3 separate regions of the Mus musculus genome follow, and regions 1 and 3 are each linked to region 2. The links are chromatin contacts, called in public promoter capture Hi-C maps. All regions are on one chromosome and are shown on one strand. The core of a region is the stretch at or near the end of the contact, and the rest is flanking DNA. Distances in the headings are between cores, read along the strand shown.

Region 1 (4,157 bases), core at 778-3,277, 570 kb before region 2:
TATTTCCAGTAAAAAACACAATCTCGGGGTTTGCAGTATAATCAAAACTTCTGCACAATAATTAAGATACTAACAATTATGTTAGTCTCTTTTTCTTATTCAGTGTTAGTTTAATATGATTGGATGTATATTATTACTGTTGTTATTTCATTTTGACAAACTGACATTTTTACACTTTCTACTCTATGCCTTAATTCTAGTTTTGACACTTAAATATATATACTACAGTACACTTGTAGTTTGCTTCTATATAATATTTATTTTTTCAATTTTCAAAGCAAATGTTTCTTTACTTATTATCTTATAGGTGGCATCTCATGTTTAGATTTTTGCTTGACATAGTCATTGTGTGTATTTTAACTAAGGAATTTGACCTGATAACAGTCAAACTTGTTGTTTATAATTTAATATATCCTATTTTAATTCATTTGTTTTATTTCTTGTTTTACACAAACACACACACACAAACACACACATATATATATATATATATATATACTCTTGTTATATATACATATTTCTCTTATTGATCTTTTTTGTAAGTTGGTGGTTTTTTCATTGCTAACTTGACTGCTAAAGGCACTATTAATATAAATATTTGAGTATATCTGTGAGAAAACTTTCAGGAAGGATTTACTTATCATTTTTCCATGGTGAAGATATCCCTTCCCTGTGTTTCCATCACATACACTCTACAGACCTTGTTTTTCATGATGGATACCACCCTTTCAAATTGTGCAATAAAATATATCTATGACTCCAAAACTTTATTTTGGCAAAGAACTTGGTCAGTGTGATGAGAAATCATATACTCTATAATATAATTGTTTTGTCATCAACGATTTTTTTTCTAGGTGATGCATCCTAGAGTTGTTTGTAGCTTCACAATACCAGGACAAACAAGAAGATCCAGGTAAATCACATGTCAATACCCACAATCTTCATGAGCAAATAGAAGCATTGGTGATTCCAGAAATGGTAGATTCAATGTTTCTTGGTGAAGTTTTATCTACTCATTGATTTCTCAGGGCCTTTGTGCACTAAGATTCTGTTGTGGTTTGAATATGCATGGTACAAGGTGTGGCAATATTAAGAGATATTTTCTTGTTAGAGTAGGCGTGGCCTCATTAGAAGAAGTGTGTCACTGTAATTCGTGGGCTTCAAGATTTTGTGCTCAATTTCTGCACAATGTGGAAACAGTCTCCTAGCTGCCTTCCAATCAAGATGTAGAACTCTCAATCCCTTCTACAACATTGTGTCTGCCTGGACTCTGCCACGCTTCCTGCCATGTGGATAACGGACTAAACTTCTGAAAGTGGAAGGTAGACCAAATGAACGTCATCCTTTATAAGGGTTGCCTTGGCCATGGTGTCTCTTCACAACAACAACAATAACAACAACAAAAACTCTAACTAAAGCAAGATCAAACTATCCAGCTACTTCTTGGTCCTAGGAAAGGGCTGTGGACAGATAGGTTGAATCAACTGAGTGCTCTCTGTAAACCTTAGCAGCTAATACCACTCAGGGCAGTGTGTTTGGCTTTTTCCTTAGGGACATTCATAGAAACTCTTGTCTATTTTATTCACAGATCTTTTCTCTGTCAAGTAACTAAGGCACACTGTCAGGCTATTCAGCAAACTCTATGTGACTTAATATTTTATCCGACATTCTTACAAAATAATATCCATGATATACTGATAAGTTCGGTAACTAGTACATCTGGATTTCACAGGTTGAGAATAAAATGCAGACTCACCTTACACTAATCAGTGTTCTTTCTATGATTCAAAACTCCTGTAAACAGGTTTACACAGGTCACAACTCCTAACTTTACTTCTTTACAAAACGTGATTTTAAACACTTCCAAATAAATCTGAAATAATTAATATTTGCTTTTACTATCTCTCTTCAGCCACCAACTTCAATCTGGTCATTAAGTTTGCTTGCACCAACTCAGGTTATATTTTAACTCGTGGATTTTTTTTTCTTCTTCTTAGATAAGAGGACAGGCAGTAAAGCAAGGGAACACACAGTTAACAGAAGCCCTTTGACTTCCAGGATGCCTGTGAAGTGGATTTCTGCTCTGCTCCTGCTGCAGATGAGTTGCTGCTTCAGATCCACCAGCTGTGGGAAGGTGTTAGTGTGGCCACTGGAATTCAGTCACTGGATGAATTTAAAGATAATACTGGATGAACTTGTACAGAGGGGCCATGAAGTCACTGTTCTGAGACCTTCAGCTTCCATTTTTGTTGATCCCAAATATTCGCCGGGCCTTAAGTTTGAAACTTTTCCTACAGCTTTCAGTAAAGATTATCTGGAAACTTTTTTGACCAAGTTAGTGGATGAATGGACTTTTGAGGTCCCAAGAGATACATGCTTATCATATTCTCTGCTTCAAACACTGTTTGGTAAATTATCTGATTATTCTCTAAGTCTTTGTAAGGAAGCTGTTTCAAACAAACAGCTCATGACAAAATTCCAGGAATCCAAGTTTGATGTCCTTATTTTAGATGCCATGGCTTCCTGTGGGGAGCTCATAGCTCAACTGCTCCAGATTCCTTTTCTGTACAGTCTTCGCTTCTCTCCTGGCTACCAAGTTGAAAAGAACAGTGGAGGATTTGTACTCCCTCCCTCTTATGTACCTGTGATTTTGTCAGGATTAGGTGGCCAAATGACATTCACAGAGAGGGTCAAAAATATGATATGTATGCTTTATTTTGACTTTTGGTTCCAGACATTTACAGAGAAGGAATGGGATCAATTTTACAGTGAAACTTTGGGTAAGTTACATGTCTTCTTAGTAGCTTGATATCCCTAGCTACACATGTATTTGAAGCTATATATCCATGAAATTCAAAGTGAAGTTGTTTTTGTAGGTGATCAAATATATAATAGGATATTTACTAACAAAATCATGAATGCTCTGTAAAAGCTCATATTAATGTTCAAATAGAAGGTATCAGTCCTGATAAAAAAGACTTTCTGGTTAGCTATACAATTGTAAATGGTCACTACATGAGCCTTTATTCATTTTATGCATTTTTAAACCTCTATTTCAATAAGTTACTTCCTGTTTACCCAAATACTGATTTATTTATATTAAAGAATGACATATTTTATAGTATCAATATGTATTTAACATTGAAGAAATAGTGTTCTCTTGCACAAGCCAGTTTCTATATTTAATATTAAAATGTGGGGTCTTACAACATGTCCAAATGTTTGATTGTTTTCTGTTCATGTTTAGTACCTGTGTTCTGTTCCTAGCATCCACTCATGTCCATTGGCCTCACTTTGCTTCACGGAACCTGCTGTTCTTTTATTCCAGTGCTCAGGCACTGGAATAATCTTAGAGTATATAGACGCAAGCACAAATACACATAAATGAAAAGATAAATCATAGAATATATTCTCTGTATTTCCTAAAAATTTCTCCTTCTCTTCAAAGATATTATGTTAATGTATAGGTTTGCAAATGAAACTGAGGTTTCTACCAGGACATTTCCTTTTTTATTCTTTTCTAAAAGTTATTATAATTGTATGTACTCTACAGAAGTATGGAACCATATACACTTGTCCTATAGTTTTTGAGTCAAGTTCCTTCTCTTGAAAATTATACCATAGTTAAGATTACCCTAAAGTTTCTATTTTATTACTTGTATAGATATTATGATTGCTTTTTTAGGATAAATCATATTAGATATATCAATATGAAACAAGAGTAGAAGCACTTACTAGAAAGTCAGCCATTCATAAACTTTATAGATCTCTTGACAAAAGAAGGATGAAGTCCTTCCTATACACTACAATGACCCGGGGAATTCTGCACACCATAGTGTAAGATTTGGACCAGCATTGTGTGTTTATATTTATACAGTTCCTTTTGAAAAGTTAGACAGTAGAAAATTTGTGTTTACTTATACAGTGGCTTAGTAGGTTGTTTCAATAACTATTCATGGCTTCAAACTATGGAGGAGATGAGGTAACTTTCAAAAGTCTGCTTTAAGAATAAAACTAAACTAGCATTTATGTATGTTATCTGAGCCAGAAATAATACACCAAATCATATTATATATACATAATCATTGCTTTATTAATGTACATGTTCTCCATCAAACACAAATTCTTCCAACATTTTTTTTATATTTTTTATTAGG
Region 2 (3,976 bases), core at 1,167-3,666:
TTAAATTAGACCTGACAGGCTACAAATTAAGAGAAAATGTATATGTGGGTTATGAGCAAGATTTAACAGAGAAAATAGAAATCTTAAATAAAACACCAATGAACATGCCAAATGCACAGGGAAAGGCTCGCAGGTCCTCATCCCTACACAAAGAACTATAGGCTGTTGAGTAAAACTAGGAATGAGAGAAGTGGGCCTTCCCTGGGAAGATCACAGTGATTGTCCAGTGTCAACTGGTCAGCCCTAAATACATACATGCAAGTAACATTATATTGACTTACCTAGTCATACAAATACATGCAATAACAATTGGTAGAATGAGTGGCAGTGGATTTGAAGGACAGCAGGGATGAGTATAAGGGAGGGTTTGGTGGGAAGCAAGGAAAGGGAGAACTAAAATAAAATATCAAGAACAAACAACAACAAAAGGATAAAAGAAAGAAAATAAGCTTAAGGTTAGGCTATTGAGGATGCATTGCACATCTTTTCCTAAACTTTGAAACACTCATGATGATGACCCTGTTTTACTTTTTTCAACAGGATTCTAGATGAAGGAAGGCACCTCTCTTTTTTCTCTTACCTGTTATGGGTAAGGGAAGAACTTGAAATCTACCATTAATCATACTCCTGCCTCCAATTTAGCATGAGCTGAGGGATTCTGTTATTTCCTCAAAAATCTAGCTTTAAATTCTAGCTAAACTGAGGAGTTGTATTACTCTTTAAAGAGAATTCCGAACAACTGCCTAACAAGCAGTACCAATATTAAGCTTTCTAAGAGATCCCTAGGAATTAGTACTGTAGTAGTTTGAATATGCTCATCCCAGGGAGTAAGTGGCATTATTAGGAGGTGTGGCCTTGTTGGAGTGGGTGTGACTTTATTGGGGGAAGTGTGTCACTGTGAGTGTAGGTTTTGAGAGGACAGGATAGGCCATTGGTGAAGGTACAACCTCACCCAGGACAAATGGGGTCATGAAAAGGAGTTGAGGCTTGGCACCATGAAGAGAGCCTTTCTGAAGCTATTGGTGAAGCCTAATTGCAGTGGAAGACTCCAGGAAAAAAAAGAATAAAATAACTTTTATTCTTCTATCATACATTCCATCCTAACCATAGTTTCCCCCTTCATCCTTCCCTCCCAGGCTCATCCTAGTTTTCAGCCCAGATCCACTCCTTCATTTCACTTCTGAAAAGGGCAGGCCTCCCAGGGATATGAACTAATCAAGACATATCACGCTCCAATAACACTAGAAACCTCCCCTCATATTAAGGCTGGAGAAAACAACCCAATAGGAGAAAAAGGGTCAACAAAGCAAACAAAAAAGTCAGAAACAATCCTGCTCCCACGGTTAGAAGATCAATAAGAACATTAAGCTATACAAACATAATATGTATGAAGAGCCTAGGTCATAAACATGCACAATTGGAATTCTTTAAAATATATATAGTGTATTATTCAGTTCATACAAGGTTCTTATGTGTCAATTCCAACTATCTCATTTTAGCTAAGGAGCAAAATAACAAGGAAATATTAAGTATTCTTTGGAAATCCTCCCAAAAGTACTTGCTTTCAACAAATGACAGAATTTGGTTAGAGCAAGGTAAGTGTAGGTCCTGTAATGTTAACTATTTTAAATTTGTATTATAAGACTTGGAACAACAAATAATACAAAGTATTACAAGAGAAACTCCAAGTTATGCCAAGGCTCTTGGCAAAGGAAAAACAAAGGTGAAATGGTATGAATTTCTGTTAAGAATCTGGGGAAGAATAAACTGTCTCAACGAGGTTGATTTTACTCATTGTATTCCATAATAATGAGCTTCACACACATATTAAATACAGTATATTAAAAAGCATATGAGATAATTTAGAAAATATAAGCCTACCTTACTAATAATTTAAGTAATATCTTATGCTCTACTTGATTATATAGAAAGTGATATTTCATTTAGAGTGATTTCTAAGTATGAAATTATCATAAGATAATTTAGGTACTGCTCTTTAAACCTTGTGGAATATCTGTGATTTGATCAGTATCTGACAATCACAGAACACAGAACAAGGACTTTCTTAGATCACAAAAGGATGTTTTATAATTTTTCGATCTTTTAAGTATTACATATAAATTTAATAATCCATATTTTCAAAATCTACACCTTAAAAAGTCACAGCTGATATATTTATGGAAGAAACACAACCAAGTTTATCTTACCTTTAAATTCTCGGAGCTTTAAATGAGTTTTCTCAGATGAAGAATCAGAACCGAAAAGTCTTTAAAAGGATGATGTCCCTGGGTAGCTCACAACGTAATGTGAGAAAGAAATTAAGTTGTGGTAAGCTTAAGAAATGATGAACAATGTTCATTTCCCTAAGGCCGCTCCCCTGTTTACCTACTGAAAATGCCCCATGAGTATAAACTCCCCAGGGTGATAATTATAAGACTTTAGGCACACCTCCATGTTTTGCGTGTTGTTAACAGCTACTCTTAGTCAATTATTAACTGATCAGTGGACTATAGTCTCCTGAACCTACTGGTGAACTGTGTTAAACCTAAAGATGTTTTTTTTTGTCCCATAGAAATCAAAATAAATATCAAACTCACGACAATCAACACATTATTCTCTTAGACAGTGTTATATTCCTAGTACATAAATCTTTTGCATGGATCTGATTTATATTATTTGTCAAAAAGTAAATATTAAAAATGATCACTCAAGTTTCTTTCATTTCTAATGTTATGTTCTTAGTAATGCTAATGTTCTTTGAAGAACAGATTACATGTTTTAATAAACCACTGTGGTAGAAACAAGAAAACGAGTACATGATTAGAATATTCTTATATTTCTAGAATATTTGTCAGAAAGCAATTTATTAAAATGGTAGCTAAATTATAAAAAAAATGAGATAGCATTTGTGAAAGTTAGTTTATGTAAATTTAAAGTAAGACAGTCATTACCCTCACTTTTCATGCAACCTTTAGTGGCTCATCCCTGTGACAAAATGTTTCAATCACACTGGTTTGACAATTGATTTTATATGTAAGAAAAAAAATCAAGTTTCGTCCAACTACATTAGATTTCCGTTAGGAAAATATTGTTATGAAATACTCTGGAATACCAGCCATCCTATTCTACTTATTTCGCCTATTTTCACAAACACAAAATATAATGCCAGAGAGGATATAGAGGAAAATACATTTAAATACTTGTAGTCTGTGGGAAATCTAAATTAATATAGTCAGTATGGAAAATATAAAAGATATATGTCCAGGATATATATATATATATATATATATATATCCCAAGGAAAAAACACTAGCACATTAAAAAACTAGCCATATTAATGTGTTTGATAGAGTTTTATTTGCAGTAGAGATAAATACAGAATCAACCTAGATGTTCAACATCATTAAACAAAACAAATTGTGTGTACATGCATGTGTATATACAATGGAATGCTATTAAGCTTTACAAAATAATAAAATTCTATCAGTTGTAGAAAATGAATAAAACTGAATTGAGATGAATATGGAATAGTTCTAACTGGAGATTAGAAGGCTGGTAGTACAAGCAGTAAAGGACATTTACATAACAGGTATTGACACACAGAAGAACTAAGTTCAGGTGTTCTGTACTCCAATTGACCACTTTACCACAGTATTGTATTGCATAATTAATAAAGATCTAAAACATCCAAAGAATAATGAAAGAGAAAATGCTGTCTCTATAATTGAATCACAGCACAAACCATGCAGGTAACTAAATAATGTATTTTATTACTACAAATAAACAATATATATTTCAATAATATTGAAAACAATAATTACAAAGTGTTACCAAAATTGATAGGCATAAAACACCAATATATATCAAGGCAATGCTAGATGGAAAGTATTCTTATTTAATTTAACCATATAATCTGTTTGAATATATCTTATTTTCATTTACTTTTTTTTTCTGTCAAATGCTAACATTTGAGATA
Region 3 (4,131 bases), core at 1,215-3,714, 990 kb after region 2:
CCTGAGATTCCACCTCACACCAGTGAGAATGGCTAAGATCAAAAATTCAGGTGACAGCAGATGCTGGCGAGGATGTGGAGAAAGAGGAACACTCCTCCATTGTTGGTGGGATTGCAGGCTTGTACAACCACTCTGGAAATCAGTCTGGCGGTTCCTCAGAAAATTGGACATAGTACTACCGGAGGATCCAGCAATACCTCTCCTGGGCATATATCCAGAAGAAGCCCCAACTGGTAAGAAGGACACATGCTCCACTATGTTCATAGCAGCCTTATTTATAATAGCCAGAAACTGGAAAGAACCCAGATGCCCCTCAACAGAGGAATGGATACAGAAAATGTGGTACATCTACACAATGGAGTACTACTCAGCTATTAAAAAGAATGAATTTATGAAATTCCTAGCCAAATGGATGGACCTGGAGAGCATCATCCTGAGTGAGGTAACACAATCACAAAGGAACTCACACAATATGTACTCACTGATAAGTGGATACTAGCCCAAAACCTAGGATACCCACGATATAAGATACAATTTCCTAAACACATGAAACTCAAGAAAAATGAAGACTGAAGTGTGGACACTATGCCCCTCCTTAGAAGTGGGAACAAAACACCCATGGAAGGAGTTACAGAAACAAAGTTTGGAGCTGAGATGAAAGGATGGACCATGTAGAGACTGCCATATCCAGGGATCCACCCCATAATCAGCATCCAAACGCTGACACCATTGCATATACTAGCAAGATTTTATCGAAAGGACCCAGATGTAGCTGTCTCTTGTGAGACTATGCCGGGGCCTAGCAAACACAGAAGTGGATGCTCACAGTCAGCTAATGGATGGTTCACAGGGCTCCCAATGGAGGAGCTAGAGAAAGTACCCAAGGAGCTAAAGGGATCTTCAACCCTATAGGTGGAACAACATTATGAACTAACCAGTACCCCTGAGCTCTTGACTCTAGCTGCATATGTATCAAAAGATGGCCTAGTCGGCCATCACTGGAAAGAGAGGCCCATTGGACACGCAGACTTTGTGTGCCCCGGTACAGGGGAACGCCAGGGCCAAAGGGGGGGAGTGGGTGGGTAGGGGAGTGGGGGTGGGTGGGTAAGGGGGACTTTTGGTATAGCATTGGAAATGTAAATGAGCTAAATACCTAATAAAAAATGGAAAAAAAAAAAAAAGAAAAAAAAGACAAGACCCCATGTGGTATGCATAATCACGACTTTGTATATCCTTTTAAATAAGGAAGCTGACATAAAAGGTCATACATTTGAGATAGCTTAGGTGGTAGCCCTGTCTACTAAGCTTGACACCAGTTCGATTCTCTTAGACCCATATGTCACTTCTCCCATTTGACTGAGTTTTCTGTTTGGTGTACCCGTGCGCCCTCCTAAACCACAAGGTCTCCTATTTTGGCCTTTATCTCTTTTCCTTTTCCTCTTCTTCCTCTTCCCTCCTCTTTCCTCCTCCCCACTTCTTCTCCCCTTCTCCCTCTCTCCCCTCTCCCTCTTCTTTCTCTTCTCCTCCCCTCCCTTGTTAAATCTATTTTGCTCATTTCCTTCCTTCATTCTCCTCTCTCCTCTCCCCTCCCTCCCTTGTTAAATCTATTTTGCTCATTTCCTTCCTTTATTCTCCCCTCCCCTCCCCCCCCCCATCTCTGCCTAAAACGCTGCCACGGAAGTTTGGTGCTTGATCAATGTTGAAGAACACAACAATGAATAATCATTAAATGTTGCAACCCAATTCTATACATAGGAGGCTGTCCGCGGCTGACAGCCTCACAGTTTTCCAGAACGTCTAGAAAAGCGAAGCTATTCCAGTAGAAGGACACCGCGCGTCTTTTACTCTTCCCGGTTACATCGTCCCCAAAAAACCCCGAAGTCCTCTCTCGGGTCGCCTAAAAGCAGAGACTCGCCGCGCGGGGCCCGGAAACGCGGCGCCTACGGTAGCAACTCCCAGGCAAAAACAGAGAAAAGCACCAATCCGGGAGGCTGAGGCTGACAACATGGCGAGTCCCGGCTTCAGAAGTCAAGACAGACAAAAAACAAAACTAAACAAAACACAAACAAAACCCTGACTAACTTCCACTCTGGCAAACGGAGAACACGAAACCGTGAGCTGGGCAACTATCTAGCGTGGCCCAGTGGGCGCCCTGCCGACGCGTGGGAACGTAGATGCCCCGCGCCCTCTGTCGGCCGCGGGCTGTCTCGCGGCGTCCCTGGCGGGATTCCGGCTTCACGCCGGAAGTCACCAGAGAGAGAGAGAGCTCGGAAGTAGCCACAAAAGGATCCGCGGAACGGAAATATCCTTGGCCTAGCGTTCCTACCCGGAAGTTTTCATTCGCCGGAACCGACTGGTTTTTAAAAAGACACGGCGGCGGGATTACGCTGGGGGGGGGGGGGGGAGCGGAAGTTTAGGCGCGCGCGCTGCGCGGAGAGCACCCTGGGAGCGGAAGGAAACAGGCCTTTCCCAGACTCTCTGCTCCGGTGGTCACCGACTTGGGTTCGCGGAGCGTGCTGGTGCTGAAAGCCTCCGCTTGCCGGCATCATTCTGGGCGGAGGTCAGAAGTGGCGGAAATCGCGGCGTCGCTTGGGAACCCGGGACCGCTGGTGAGCCATGGTGAAGAAATCACGGCGGCGTGGAGCGGCTCAGTGGGCCGCCGTGCGGGCCCAGGCAGGTCTCACCGCCACGGACGAAAATGAGGACGACTTGGGGTTGCCGCCCTCTCCAGGGGACTCCAGCTACTACCAAGACCAGGTAGATGAGTTCCATGAAGCGCGATCTCGGGCAGTCCTGGCCAAGGGCTGGAACGAAGTCGAGAGTGGGGAGGAGGATGGCGATGAGGAGGAAGAGGTGCTACCTCTAGATATTGATGATGGAGATGACGAAGATGGAGAGAGTTCGGAGGAGGAGGAGGTTGGAGAGGATGATGACGGCGGAAGCTCCGTGCAGAGTGAGGCTGAGGCCTCTGTGGACCCTAGCTTGTCCTGGGGTCAGAGAAAAAAGCTTTATTACGATACGGACTATGGTTCCAAATCCCGAGGCCGTCAGAGTCAGCAAGAAGTAGAAGAGGAGGAAAGAGAAGAAGAGGAGGAGGCACAGATAATTCAGCGGCGCTTGGCCCAAGCCCTGCAAGAGGATGATTTTGGAGTCGCTTGGGTGGAGGCCTTTGCAAAGCCGGTGCCCCAGGTAGACGAAGCTGAGACAAGGGTTGTGAAGGATTTGGCTAAAGTCTCGGTAAAAGAGAAGCTGAAAATGTTGAAGAAAGAATCACCAGAGCTCTTAGAGCTCATAGAAGACCTCCAAGCCAAGTTGACAGAGGTGAAGGATGAGTTAGAACCCTTGTTACAGTTGGTGGAGAAAGGGGTCATTCCAACTGGAAGAGGAAGCGAATACCTGAAGACTAAGTATAATCTCTACTTGAACTATTGCGCCAACATTAGCTTTTATTTGATCTTAAAAGCCCGGAGAGTCCCTGCACATGGACATCCTGTTATAGAAAGGCTTGTTACCTACAGAAATCTGATCAACAAGCTGTCGGTTGTGGATCAGAAACTGTCCTCTGAAATCCGTCACCTCCTCACAGCCAAGGATGGTGCTGTAAAGAAAGAAATGACTCCAAAAGCAAAATTAACCAAAACCAAGCCCAAGTCTGTAAAGCAGGCTGCTGCTGTTGCCCTGACTGATGAGCCTGATTTTGATGGGGCTGCTCTCAAGTACTATAAGGAAATGGAAGACAGGCAAGAGTTGAAGAGAAAGAAGGAAGAAAACAGTGCTGAAGAACAGGCTCTCGAAGAACAAAATGCAAAGAGAGCCATTACCTACCAGATTGCTAAAAATAGGGGACTTACACCCAGGAGAAAGAAGATTGATAGAAATCCCAGAGTGAAACATAGGGAAAAGTTCAGAAAAGCCAAAATCCGACGACGAGGCCAGGTTCGTGAAGTTCGCAGAGAAGAACAGCGGTACAGTGGTGAACTCTCTGGCATTCGTGCTGGAGTTAAGAAGAGCATTAAGCTTAAGTAAAGTTGCTCTTTGGCCTAGCTTTTGGCAATTATTTTAGGTCAATAAAAAGTGTTTTGAAGTAAAGTGATTGTGTTTGTAATACCTATTTTTTTTTCTTTAAGTTTA

What was found. Promoter capture Hi-C pulls out the DNA fragments that hold promoters and counts their contacts.
Region 1: a promoter capture Hi-C map of liver shows a contact between it and region 2, with 4 times the contacts expected there. The contact joins the promoter of Ugt2b35 here to the promoter of Sult1d1 in region 2. A contact is called at or near these places in 4 of 39 promoter capture datasets (cranial neural crest, hippocampal neurons and liver).
Region 3: a contact with region 2 is called in a promoter capture Hi-C map of liver, with 2.2 times the contacts expected there. The contact joins the promoter of Utp3 here to the promoter of Sult1d1 in region 2. A contact is called at or near these places in 3 of 39 promoter capture datasets (frontonasal cranial neural crest and liver).

What each region holds. Positions count from the first base shown.
Region 1 is chr5:86,998,833-87,002,989 of GRCm38.p6, forward strand. Ugt2b35 (UDP glucuronosyltransferase 2 family, polypeptide B35) reads left to right here and starts at 2,028. Exons shown (of 6, transcript NM_172881.3): 1 at 2,028-2,780. The coding sequence starts at 2,060.
Region 2 is chr5:87,566,590-87,570,565 of GRCm38.p6, forward strand. It overlaps Sult1d1 (sulfotransferase family 1D, member 1), which reads right to left and starts at 2,417. Exons shown (of 8, transcript NM_016771.3): 1 at 2,208-2,417.
Region 3 is chr5:88,551,998-88,556,128 of GRCm38.p6, forward strand. It overlaps Utp3 (UTP3 small subunit processome component), which reads left to right and starts at 2,465. Exons shown (of 1, transcript NM_023054.2): 1 at 2,465-4,093. The coding sequence starts at 2,617. The coding sequence ends at 4,026.